2 separate regions of the Bos taurus genome follow, and region 1 is linked to region 2. Evidence: chromatin contacts called from public Hi-C data. All regions are on one chromosome and are shown on one strand. The core of a region is the stretch at or near the end of the contact, and the rest is flanking DNA. Distances in the headings are between cores, read along the strand shown.

What was found. A called contact is a pair of places that touch in the nucleus more often than the background predicts.
Region 1: a contact with region 2 is called in a Hi-C map of skeletal muscle, with 3 times the contacts expected there. The contact joins the enhancer-like site here to the promoter of CEBPA in region 2. A contact is called at or near these places in 2 of 11 Hi-C or Micro-C datasets (skeletal muscle and an unstated tissue).

What each region holds. Positions count from the first base shown.
Region 1 is chr18:43,777,849-43,784,006 of ARS-UCD2.0, forward strand. No RefSeq gene overlaps it. Among named protein-coding and RNA genes, the nearest start is that of TRNAW-CCA, 13 kb to the right of the region's middle. Within about 2 kb of position 3,068, at least 7 of the 102 cell types and tissues checked have an H3K27ac peak or open chromatin away from gene starts, as enhancers often do.
Region 2 is chr18:43,726,060-43,733,153 of ARS-UCD2.0, forward strand. It overlaps CEBPA (CCAAT enhancer binding protein alpha), which reads right to left and starts at 3,419. Exons shown (of 1, transcript NM_176784.2): 1 at 2,189-3,419. The coding sequence starts at 3,251. The coding sequence ends at 2,190.

The DNA of each region.
Region 1 (6,158 bases), core at 1,818-4,317, 51 kb after region 2:
TCACACGGATCTCAGATGAGAACATGGGTTTGCTCAGCCCCGGGGTTTATCCCGACACTTGGCTATTTCTCCAGAAAACAGTGTAATAGGACTTCATGTGATACTCACATATGTCATTGGTTTCACTATTCTTAGTCAACACATATGTTTTGAGTAACTGTTATGTTCATAGCGCTGTGCAGGCTTCCTGGGAGATGGCTGTGAGAAGCTTGCCATCTCGCTGGGAGGTACTCATGAACCCGGGCATGGGATGTGACATGACCAGTGAGTGGAATCCACAGAGATGCTGTGGGAGCTTGGAAGAGGGAGAAGCCCTCCTGGGTCGGGCTCCCGCAGTCCAAGCACCGGCTGGTCCTCTACTTTTTCAGCCAGGCTGGGATTTGGCCCAGCTTCTATTTGCACTCGGATCTCAGTTCTCGCGAGAAATGACTTTTCCCCTACCATGTGATCTGTGCACAGGGATATAACTATAGGTTGCTGCCTCGCTGTGCATCCCAGTCCCCATGGTAGCTGAAGAGGTGAGTGCTTCCTCGCTTGAAATGATGGGGGGAAGCAGGGAGGTGTGGGACCCACACTCTGGCCAATTGCAGGCCTGTTGCTGTGACCTTGGATATGGAGTAAATGACGCAAGGATGGCGGACCATCTGCTGGCAGCAAAGACCAGGGTGGACAGAGGCCAAACTGAAGCAGCCCCGTCCTGATTGGGCTGCTCCAGGGTTGAGGAAGTGACGCACATCCCTGAGAGCACGTTTGTCTTCCATCAGAGCTGGGACCCCATGAGAGCTTCCCATTAAACCTCACTGTACTTGATACAGTCCTAAGTTTATTGTCTGGCCTTTACTGGAAAAAAAAAAAGTATCTTTTCCTTTACCCTTTTCCTCTGCATTTCACATTGTTGGATATAGTTTGTTTAAAAAAATGGAAACAAACAAAAGGTTCTAGGGACAATCATCAATGAATCAGAAAGTGAAATCTGCTTTCCGTAAATTGTTTACGTTTTCTGATGATCTCTCTGCAGTCTGAAGAGTATCTGTGTGCATGCTCAGTGGTGTCCAACTCTTTGCGACCCCATGGGCTGTATAGCCTGCCAGGCTGCTCTGTTCATGAAATTTTCCAGGCAAGAATACTGGAGTGGGTTGCCATTTCCCATTGCCCCAGAGTGTCTGATGCTTACCTAATAAAGTTGAGACATTTTGGTGTTTTCCTCATTACTCTGAAGCTTAGTAATCCCACAAGAGCCACCTGGAGTCATGGAGTCCTGGGAGACATGGAGCCATCCAGGTAGAAGGGGCTCTGGCTGAGGTGTGGAGAAGGGTGATGCCAGGGCTTTGGGTGCCCTGCTGGCTTTGCTCTGCGGGATGGTGCAGGGAGAGGCTATATTTTGGCTCAGAACACAGGCAAGATCTCATCTGCAAAACCACAGCACTGTGCCTGGTCCTGAAACCATGAAAGAATGAAGCCTGGGATGACCCACTTCCTGGGTGAATGCTATACATCTCAGCACTGTTCATTACCTTCCGTAGTGCAATGCACGAATTCACAGAGTATATTTTCAGAGCACATCTGCCCCTTTAAACTCTCTGCACCCAGAGTTACAGTGCAGAACTGGAACTTGAATCCATCCAAGCCAATTATCCCAGTTCCTTTTTTTTCAGCTTGGAGTTTTTCATTTAAAAGTTGTCATGGGAAAATAACTCTTAATAAATCCCTTTAAGCACAGGGAACTAGGGCAATTCCTGACATTTTAAGAATTACTGAAACATTTTAAAGTTTTTTTGATTTATGTTCTGAAGGACATAAGTAATCCTTTTTTCTTTTTGGAAGACCTTCAATTAATTTCAAGGACAGACATTGGCACTCAGACTGTTCAAATCTAATTAATTATCTGGCTGTGCCCACAACAGTCACACCTTTAAAACACCGTGGTTGTAGCTAATCATCTTGAGATTCTCCCACACTGAAATAATTGCACACACCCTTTTAGTCCATGACAGATATATGTATGGGGTGAATTACAAAAAGGGATGGTGCATTCCCAGAGGGAAATCAAGTTTTGTGTGTTTATTAGTGACTCATCAGTTTAGTCATGCATTAAATATTCAACATCTGATGTAAAACACTTAAAATCCTGAGGTAATTTCTTGAAGCAAAACTATACAGGTCAGGTTAACCAATCACATGAGTAGCTTTGTACCATAAATTAGAAAATCCCACAGCTGGGAAAAGCAATGAGGGAAAGATCCCAGGGATGATGTGGCTCAGAAATCCATGGGTGAACAAACCCAGTGAGGCTGGATGGTGAGTTTTCTTTCAGTTCATGATCAACAGGAAGCTGAAGGCCATTCACCTTCGGGCACTGGAGACAACCACCCTTACCCAGTGGTGTCCACTTGGAGTTGATTTACTGCCTCAGGGTGTGCATCCAAAAAGGAGCAGAGAGCTTAAAATTCATTCTCACGTTTAACCTAAAAACTTAATTTTTCCACACATTGCTAAACTTTAAAAAATAGGAGAAGAGAAAAAAATAATTGATTCTGAAACTTCTCTTGGAAAAGTTACTCAGGTTACTTGTAGTGAAGCAAAAAATAAAATGTGGCAGCCATATGTCCCTCACTGCTGAGACCAAACTCTTTCTTTTTCCCCATAAAAAGACGTATTACGCTATATCTTTATTATTTTAATTTTAAAATATTTTATCATTAAAAAATTATTTCTCTGTGTGTTTCTGGTTGCACTGGGCCTTCATCATTACACATAGGCTTTCTTTAGTCGTGGTGTGCCGGCTTCTCATTATGGTGGCTTCTCTTGTGGAGCAGAGGCTTTAGGCTCTCGGGCTCAGTAGTTGTGGGGCACGGGCTTAGTTGCCCCTTCACATGTGGGATCTTCCCACACCGGAGATCAGACCCATGTGCCCTGCATTAGCAGGTGGATTCTCAACCACTCGACCCACAAGGAAGTCGTACACCACGTTTAAAAAAAAAAATACCACAAGCCTTATCAGAGTCACGGTTGAGTAGTGGTATGTAGGTCTGGAGTACGAATACAAAAATAAGTGCCAGAACACGCCCTGACATGCCACCTGCCCCATCAGATGCTTGTTTTGTTGCATACAGAAGTTTGGAATTCACCACTCCAGGGAATAAACTGCTTGTCTGGACACCTGTACTGCGGGCCAGCTGAACGATATCTTCCACATGTGACTCGAGTGGCTTCTAAAAGACAAGGGAGCATCCCTGTGAGGCTCGGGTGCTGTTGCCCTGTACAGGTATTGGCAATGATCAAGAGAAGCTGGTTTCTTCAGAGGAGAACGCCCTTTGTGAGGCAAGAGAGAGGCGAGTGGCTGAACAGAGCAGGTCAAAAGATAAGACTTCCATATGGTTTTTGTTGACGATTCAAGGGAAATTGGTGTTTGGGCCCAAATGTCTGAGTATTACTGCACTCTGTCAACACAGCCTGTTTCTTGTTTAGGGCATCCTCTGTTTTCCAGTACCCCATTGATGCACCAGGCAAAACTGAAGTTGACACTGTGTGCTCCCTACCTGGAGGACTCCTTCAGCACCAACTCCATCTCTGAGTTGTTTCGTTAGTTCCAAAATGCACCCCCAGTTTTTTTTTTGCCTTCACCTTTTCAGCCATCAGAAAAAGATATCCACACTAAAGAACTAACTGCTGGTGAAATGTTAATTTGGGGGAAGAGGGAGGCCACATTATCCTAGGAAAAAATAGTACTAAAAGTAAATGAAGGGGAATTGGAGTGAATCCATTTAAAACAGGAGCCAAAATTTCATAGTATAGTGAAAATATATGAGATTAGGGCTTTGCCTTGAAAATTGAATAAGCATTACAAAGGTTTTATTTTGTGTTTCAGAAAATGGGCTTCACTGCCAATCATGGGCAATTCTTAAATATGAACAAAGAATGAATCAGGTGATGTTGGGGGAGGTTCTGTTTATTGTGTGTGCTCATCCTCGGTGGATTTCCCTTTAGACTGTCACAGTGTGAGGACAAAGAAGGTGACTTTATTAATTATCCCAAGAGCCTCCCTTTGCTATTTAGCTCATTCTTTTTCATGTCAGTATCCTTTAGCCATCGATTTCCTTCCTCAGTTGTTGACCTGTCTGAATCGTGCCCCGTCCACCTCTAACAATGGCTTTGCTTGTGATACAAGCAATCAATATGTCTTACACAGACTGTGAGGAATCTGGGCTGGTTTTTTTTTTCAATCTCATTTTGTGGTGATCTGTTGTATGTGTATCCCATTCCTTTGCCACAAAGAGACTGATCGCTCAAAATGGTAACATGAAGGGCAAAATGGCTCTCCTGTTGGGTCAGGAAATATGAGTTTATGTTAACCATGGCCAATCCTTTTACCATGACCATGAATATTTCCATGTTATGATTACCTTGGATTCCATGAGCAACTTCCTAAATATTGGATTTCAGATAAAGAAATCCCCCATCTACTTCCCCAAACTAAATGATTGCTCCTTTATTTTTTTCCAATAATACAAGTCTTTAGGGACTTCCTTGATGGTCGAGAAGATAAGACTCCAAGCCTCCAAAGCAGGGGGCGCAGGTTTGATCCCTGATGGGGGAACAAAGATCTCTTGTAGCCAAAAAAATACCAAAAACAAAGCCTTTAAAACTGTATTTTCTTGAGTAGATAAATCCCCTCAAAAGTTAATATATACTGTTTTCATAATATTTTTTAAACATAAGGAAATTGCCATTTTTATTATTCCAAAGATTTATTATATTCAAAATGTTTTAAAAATTATTTTATTTTTATTTATAAGTTTATTATGTTGATCCTTTTTATTTATCGTCTAGTTTTATTGCATTGTGGATAAGTGAAAGTTCTGCTTTGGGGGAATATATTCACATTGTTTTTATTGCCTAATGTAAACTTCTTTTGTGTGTGTGTGACTATTCCCTGGGTATTTGGAAAGATTGCATGTACTTTGGCCATCAGAGCATTGATATGTTTTATCTATTAGATTGCAGTTATATGTTATTATTCAGATCTTCCATGTCTTTTTAAATGACACATTTATTGAGGTATAATTTACATACCATACAATTCACAGATTTAAGGTAGACAATTCAGTATTTCTTGATATATTCAGAGTTGTACAGAAATCACTATACTCTTAAATTTTACCTGATCAAAATCTACTTCAGATTTATAATGACTTAGTTACAGTGAAACATAGAAACTTTACTCCTAAAAAGCTCCATTCCACCTCTTCTGTATGCTATTATTGTTATAAAGTTTATGTCTTTTGTTGACCTGAAACAAATAGGCTACTAGAAATTTCTTCAGCAAAGACGGATTTATTTGAGATTGGCAGAGAATTGAAATTTGGGGTCTGTAGCCATGGGAAGCCACATGCAAGTCCCCACACAGCAAGGAAAGGAGAACATTTTTATGGGGGGGAGGGTCGAGGGGTAGAGGAAGTTGACAGGGCACTTGTAAGTAGAGTCCATGACTTTCTGTTGGCTGAGTCCTTGCCAGGAAAGAAGGAGTCTTCTTCCTGTTGAGTTCTGCTATTGTCACAGGACATGAGAGCTCCCCCTACTGGTCTCCTGACTCTATGTAATTGAGTTTTCTGAATATTAATTTTTTACACTTTATATGTTAAAACCCAACAATACATAATTATAATTGATTTTATGTAGTATCATGTGTTTTAAAGAAACAGAAAAGAAAGGAAAGCAAATATATATTTATAGAGTTTTTATATTACCTTCTTACCCTTTCTTTTCTCTTCATCTATTACTGTAGATTTGAGTTATCACCTTTATGCCTTCCTTACCCCAATATAGGTTTGCTCCCACCTTCCTTCTAGGTAATGTTATTGTCAAATATAGTGTATGTCTATATGTTATAAACTCAACAACACGACCATATACCATAGTTTTATAATTCAGTTTAGGGAATACAGGAGAAGAAATATACGATTATGTATTATTTTACAACTGCCTCATACTTACCTTTACCAGTGCTCTCTGAGTGTGTGTATGTGTGCATGTGTGTGTTTTCAAATTACTGTCTGCAGTCACTTGCTTTCTGCCTGAATATTTCTTGTCATACAGGTGTGCTATCAATAAATTCTTTTAGGCTTGTTTACCTGGGAATGTCTTTCTTTTATTTTCAT
Region 2 (7,094 bases), core at 2,169-4,668:
CCTGAATACTTGTCCTCATGGTGCAGTTGTTGGAGTCAGGGACTTGGTTCAGGGTGGGTGCAGTGGGGAGGCGAATGCTGGGCCTGTTCCTTGCCTTTCCTGCAGTGTGTGGGGAAGGGCCAGACATCCAGTGCAGGCCTGCTGTGGGTCCCCCTTCCTGGGTAGGCTGGGGCAGGGCAGGTGAGGAGGGCCCGTGGAGGGCTCCTGTCAGGGCCCCCACTGGGAGAGGCAGCAGTCATGTGGGCCTGAGCAAGCGGGGAGGGGTGGAGGGTCCTTACCGCTTGTGGCCTCTCCCTGCCCGCCCACGGTCCCGCCGGAGGGCTGGGGCAAAGGCAGGTGTGAGCAAGGCTTCCAGAGCTGGGGCTGTGAGTGATCTGGAAGTCAGTGTGGTCAAAGGGCCTCTGGAGCCTGGAGCTCCTGGGCCAGGTCTGCCCGCGTTCCAGAGAGGCTGTGGCAACTTCAGGCAGAGGGCCCCCTCTCCAAGTCCCTCTTCTCCTGCCAGGGGCTGAGAGGCCACACCAAGGCCCCATGATACCTCGGCACACCCCTCTTCCCACCACATACCCGGAGCCTCTCCAGGCTTTGGCCTTCTCAGGTTCGAGCCTTGTCTACCTTCTGCCATTTATTTGCCTTGGTTGGGAGAAGTCACCCCCTTAATGTAAAGAGGGGCTCAGGATGGTTGGAGAGCTAATGAAAGTCAGGCTCTCAGCCAAAGAATATGCTGTGATTATTCACAAATGTGACCTGGCCCACAAAAAACCTTGGAAGTAGATTTTCTAGTTTTAAAAAGACACCAAAACGGACTTTGATATGTTTATATTATAGATATAATACATAAAACATCTAGCATGAAACTCTATGTCCTCCCCAAAGAAGAGAACCAAAGCCGCCCTCCCCGCTCCCAGGCCCAGCGATTGAATCGGTGAGTGAACGCTGGCTGAGGCCGCCTCCCTTCCAGACCCGGAGCCAGGGCCTCTGGGGGGACCAGGCTGCCCACAGCCAGGGCCGGCGGGGACTGAGGCCCACAGCCACCCCCAGGGAGAGCTGAGGGGAAAGGGGAAGCCCACCTCGCCTCTTTGGTTCCCCTGGGAGCAAAAACAATCCCAAAACCAAAAGGAAAGACAGCCGCAGACCCTCCCTGCAGCTGCTGACGAAGAGCCTCATTCTGGCAAGTTTCTGAGCAAAACCAAAACAAAACAAAAACCAAATAAAATGGTGGTTTAGCATAGACGTGCACATTCACATTGCACAAGGCACCGCAGGGACACAGAGAGGCCAGATACAAGTGTTGATGTCGGCTGATAAAGCAAAATATTTGGAAAGCTTCTCATAACTTCGGTCCCTCTGGGATGGACTGATTGTGCTTCATGTGTATATGGCAATGCTGGCGACATACAGTACAGACAAGGCTGATGGTCCCAGTGTCCCTTCACCACCCCCTACTGACCCCCAGACCAGATCTCTAGGTTCCCCTCTTCCACCAGGCCATCAATCCCATGAACATATGTCCTCCTAGCTAACCCTCGACCTAGCTTTCTGATCTGACTAGGGGTCGCAGGCTCCCACTGGTCACCTGGTGACATCCATCTCAGTGAGTTCTGCCCGGGAGAGCCCAGCCTTTTGCAGGCTGGGAGTTCAGAGGCAAGGAACTAGGGACCCTCCACCTTCACGCAGAACAAGGGGAACAACCTTAGGTTCAAAGCCCCAAGTCCCTGTGTTTCCTCCCCTCCAAGGACAGGCGCTCAGGAGCCGCCGCCAGTGCTGGCTTTATCGGGATCTCAGCTCCCTGAACCTTCCTCCTGCCGGGGGCCTGCACCCCTCCTCTCGTGGGGGCAAGAACCCTCCAAATAAATTGACAAGGCACATATTTGCTCCCCCTACTCGGTAGGAATCGGAGCGGTGAGTTTGCGTTTCCAAGGCACAGGGTTATTCCTTTAATACTAGAGTTGCCGGGCTCCCGGCTCAGCCCCATGGCGCTTCTCCTCTCTGCCTGACCCCTCATCTTAGACGCACCGTGTCCGGCGCAGAGGAAGGCAAGGGGCACGCGCAGCAGGCCAGGCTCTCAGGCAGCACCGGAATCTCCTGGTCCTGGCTTACGCGGTTCGGGCAGTCTTGAGATCCGGAGACCCGAAGCCACTCCCTGGGTCCCAGCCGGCGACCAGCCCAGGGCGGTCCCGCCGCCGCGCGCCTCACGCGCAGTTGCCCATGGCCTTGACCAGGGAGCTCTCGGGCAGCTGACGGAAGATGCCCCGCAGCGTGTCCAGTTCGCGGCTCAGTTGTTCCACCCGCTTGCGCAGGCGGTCATTGTCACTGGTCAGCTCCAGCACCTTCTGCTGCGTCTCCACGTTGCGCTGCTTGGCCTTGTCCCGGCTCTTGCGCACCGCGATGTTGTTGCGCTCGCGCCGCACCCGGTACTCGTTGCTGTTCTTGTCCACGGACTTCTTGGCTTTGCCGCCGCCGCCGCCGCCCGCACGGAGGTCGGGGTGCGTGGCGGCCAGCCCCTTGAGCGCGCCGCCGGGGCCTGGCAGGCCAGCGGCGCCGAGCGCGGGCGCTGGGTGCGGGCTGGGCACGGGCGTGGGCGGCGGCGTGGGGTGGCCGGGCTGCAGGTGCATGGTGGTCTGGCCGCAGTGTGCGATCTGGAACTGCAGGTGCGGGGCGGCCAGGTGAGCGGGCGGCGGGTGCGAGTGCGGCGGCGGCGGCGGCGGCGGCGGCTGGTAGGGAAAGAGGCCGGCCAGCGCCAGCTGCTTCGCTTCGTCCTCCTCGCGCGGCTCCTGCTTGATCACCAGCGGCCGCAGCGCCGGCGCCCCGACCCGCTCGTACAGAGGCTCCAGCCTGCTGTCCAGGTAGCCGGCTGCCGCGCAGCCGTAGCCAGGAGGGGGACCGTGCGTCCCCCCGGGCATGACGGCGCCGCCGGGGCCCACGGGGGCGCCCGGGTAGTCAAAGTCGTTGCCGCCTCCTGCGGGGGCCGCGGCCGCCTTGGCCTTCTCCTGCTGCCGGCTGTGTTGGAACAGGTCGGCCAGGAACTCGTCGTTGAAGGCGGCCGGGTCGATGTAGGCGCTGATGTCGATGGACGTCTCGTGTTCGCAGATGCCGCCCAGAGGCTCCGGGGCGGCAGGTGGGGCGGGGGGCTGCGAGGGGCCCGCGCCCCGGGGAAAGCCGAAAGCGGCGCTGCTGGGCGCGTGTGGGGGGCTCTGGAGGTGGCTGCTCATCGGGGGCCGCGGCTCCGCCTCGTAGAAGTCGGCCGACTCCATGGGGGAGCTAAAGTCCTCCCGGCATGGCGAGCCTCGGCGGCCTCCAGCCTGCGCGGGGCGCCGCTGCTGCCACCGCCCACCCAGAGCCCCTACTCGCTCGCGCCCGCTCAGCTCCCGGTCGCGAATGGCCAGGCCCGCGCGGGCCCAGCATTTATACCGGTTTGTCGCCCTCTAGTGTGCAAACGGTGACAACGGAGCAGCGCCTCCTGGGTCTTAGCGCCTGCGGGCTGCAGAGGGCGGCGAGTGGGGCTGGAGCTCAGCGCTGGCTGGGAGGGGCCGCGGGGCAACGCCTACTACCTCCTGCGTCGCCCGCCGAACCGAGACCCGCGCGCGGTGCCCCACCCAGGGTAGAGTTGTCGCCCCCGCGCAGCAGTGGTCGACGGCAGGGCCCCCTCCTGTAGCCTCTCCAGGGGACCCACCTCCAGCCAAAGATCGGGGAGCCCGGGAACACCCGACGCCACACAGGGAGTTAGGGTTGGTTGGGGTGGGCGGAGAGGCAGGTCTTGGTCTCTGAGCTTCCCTGGCGCGGACTCACTTTAAAAGCTGGAACCGGTTCCGTCCGGGTCCGCGTACTCTGCAAGAAGGTTGCGTAAAGAAGGGGTCAGGGGTGGGGGGCAGGGAACAGTTTCGGACGTGCGGCCCAGTGCACGCTGCCGCTTGGAGATGCCAAGGAGAACCGGGATTTTGCGTCTCTGATACCCAGGCACCCGCACAGATTCCGCGCAAAAGTACCTCTCCGCTCCTCTCCACCCACCCCCCTCCCCACACGCGCAAGTACTCCAGGGTCACACGGGCCCGCAGTGCCGGGCGCTAGGACCCCGCGGGGAGCAGAGGAAAGGGGAGGCGGCCACAGTCCGGGAGTCTAGAGGACTCGGCTCGTCCACCCGCCCGGGCTGGGAAACTTTCTTGTTAATTATTTCTCCTTGCCGGAGCTCTAGGTGTTGCTAGGTGCACGGAATTGGCGCTGCTACCCGGCGCGGGGCCGCGTTTTTTCCCCAGAGGGACGGGCCCAGCTGGATTCCGGGGCTGGGGTACCCGGGCGAGGGGAGACGCATAGGGGGAGGAGGAGAATTTGACTCCGAGACGGGGATCCCGAAGCGGGGCCGGCGATCAACGGCGCTGGAACCCACAACCTTCTCCCCTACTCCCCATTCAGGTGCTCTCCAAGGCGCGAGCGGGGCTGTGGAGAGAGCCGGGGTCTCCGAATCTCTGCGGCTCTGGGTCCAAGCACCTAATGAGAGAGCCTTGCAGGCTGGTTCGCAGGGCGCTGGGTCCCTGGAATCCTGAGGAAGAAGGTGGCCGGGCCCCTGTGACCCCTGGGCGCCGCGCCGCCTCCGCCCTGGCTGCTGCAGGGGGAAGGGGTTTAAGGCAGCGCGTTTCCCCAGCCACGTGGCGCCTCGCGCGTTCTGCTTAGGGATCGCGGAGACAGCCTACTCCCTTGGGGCTTCGAGAGCCCGCAAGTTGCTCCCGCTTCTAGTCCCCATTGCCCTTATCGACTAAGTGCCCCGAAGACCAACGCCGTCTGGGCTCTATCTGGAAGTTTGCCTGCTTGAGAATCCCTGGGGCTGAGCCGGTGACGACCCCTCGCGGACAGCGGGCTTCCAAAGGCTGGCGAGACGCCACCACTCGTCCAGGAGCCCTCAAGGAGGCGCAGCGTGAAAGCGAGGCCGGGGGAGGCTAAACTCCACTGTGGTCACAGCAAAGAAGCAGCTTCGTCTGGGGAACGCAGACTGTGCTTTAATCAAGTTCCTATTCAACATATTACCCATGATTAATGACCCAACTGCTTCATGTTTTGGTCCAGAGCTCATACATAAGATATATTCAGCTTGATACTTTTGGCCTGGGAGTAAAAGTGGATGTATTCAATAAATGCCTATATGAGGAGCTGCTCTCTGCCCCAGGGTGCAGGACCATTTATACACCGTGTACCTCTGGAGACCTGGAGGGAAAACATGGAATGGGATTTTCATTTTCGCTGCGATGCTAAAAATAAGTCTGCCCCGGTGCAGGAACAAAGAGAGGGCTACTAACAATGACCTGTTCTAGCTTGTACATCTGCTGCCCTGTGCACACAGCAGGCAAGTCTCCTCTTAGGATCCAAGAAAATTGCAGAGGCTCCTGGGCTGGGGGAGCATTGGAATAAGACCTTGTTAGTAAGACCTCAGAGAAGGCAATGGCAACCCACTCCAGTACTCTTGCCTGGAAAATCCCATGGACGGAGGAGCCTGGTAGGCTGCAGTCCATGGGGTCGCTAGGAGTCGGACACGACTGAGGGACTTCACTTTCACTTTTCACTTGCATACATTGGAGAAAGAAATGGCAACCCACTCCAGTGCTCTTGCCTGGAGAATCCCAGGGATGGGGGTGGGGGGGCCTGGTGGGCTGCCGTCTATGGGGTCGCACAGAGACGGACACGACTGAAGCGACTTAGCAGCAGCAGCAGCAGCAGCAGTAAGACCTCACTGTGGGAGTGAGAGATACCAGGCAGGGATCAGAGCCAGGGCTGTAGGTCTTCCCATAGCAGAAGCAGAAAGCTCCCCACCAGGCCAGCTCTGTGCAAGGTGTTTAGTGCCCAGAGGTGAGGGAGAAGCAGCTCCTGCCCTCTCAGAGCTCTGGTCACAGCTGGGCAGACAGACACGTTGTCATCCAAAGTCTGCTAAAAGACAGGGGCCTCCTCACAGAGGAGGCAGTGCTGCAGGAGCAGGAAGTGGGACTGGGTAGAGGCAACAAATCCATGACTTTGTCAGATGTATGTTGGGAGACATGGATTCAGAGGAAGGGTGAGTGTGTTGTGGTAAAGGAACATCCTGCCCTGGCAGATATGGCTTTGAAGGAGGGTGCAACCAACTGAGGACGTGCTAGGAGTGTTAGTCATTCAGTCGTGTCCAACTCTTTGCAACCCCTGGGACATAGCCCACCAGGCTCCTCTGTCCATGAAATTCTCCAGGCAAGAGTACTGGAGTGGGTTGCCATTGTATTTGCCTCAACTTCATATCCTGAAACCACAACCCCCAGTGTAATTATATTTGGAGATGGATTTTTCAGGAGGTAGATACAGTTCAATGAGGTCATAAATGTGGGGTCTTAGTCTGATAGGATTAGTGGCTTATTAAAAAAAAGGAAAAGAGGAAGCGTCTTCCTGCCACTCATCACCCCCATGTGAGGACCCAAGGAGAAGGTGGCATCAGTAAGCCAGAAGGAGAGCCCTCACCAGAGCCTGACCATGCTGGCACCCTGATCAAAGACTTCCAGTCTCCAGATCTGGGAGAAAACTCATTTCTGTGGTTTAAGTCCTCAGTCTGTGGTTTTTATTATGGCAGCTCAAGCTGACCTGGATAGGAGAAGGCTTCCTGTAGGAGTGGACCTTTGAGCTCCAACTTGAAGGATGAGCAGGAATTTGCTAGAAGAGAGGTGCAATTTGCAGGACGGCATGTTCAAAGGTGGAGCGGCTGCAAGTGCATGTCATGTTCTGGTGACAAAGGACAAGATGTTGGATGGACTGGAGTGCAGGTATTGCTGGGGAGGGGCCTAGATAAGGCTGGGTCCATGGCCAGGGAGACTGCGGGGAAGGAGAGAGCCTCTCTTACAGGCATTTTCTGTCCATTTTTTAGCAGCGGAGGGCTGTGATCCAATCTGATTTCCTGAAAAGCCACTCTACCAGGGGCTGGAGAAGGGATGGTGGACCAGATGAGAAGTAAAGGAGGCCTGAGGCCCCAGGAGGTGGGATAGAGGGCAGGGACTATCCTTTGATATGAATTAGATGAGATTTGAATGAGATGTCAGAACTTGGAGTCTGGGTGGGTCTGAATGGCTGGCTTCTGGCTGGGGTCACCATCCCCC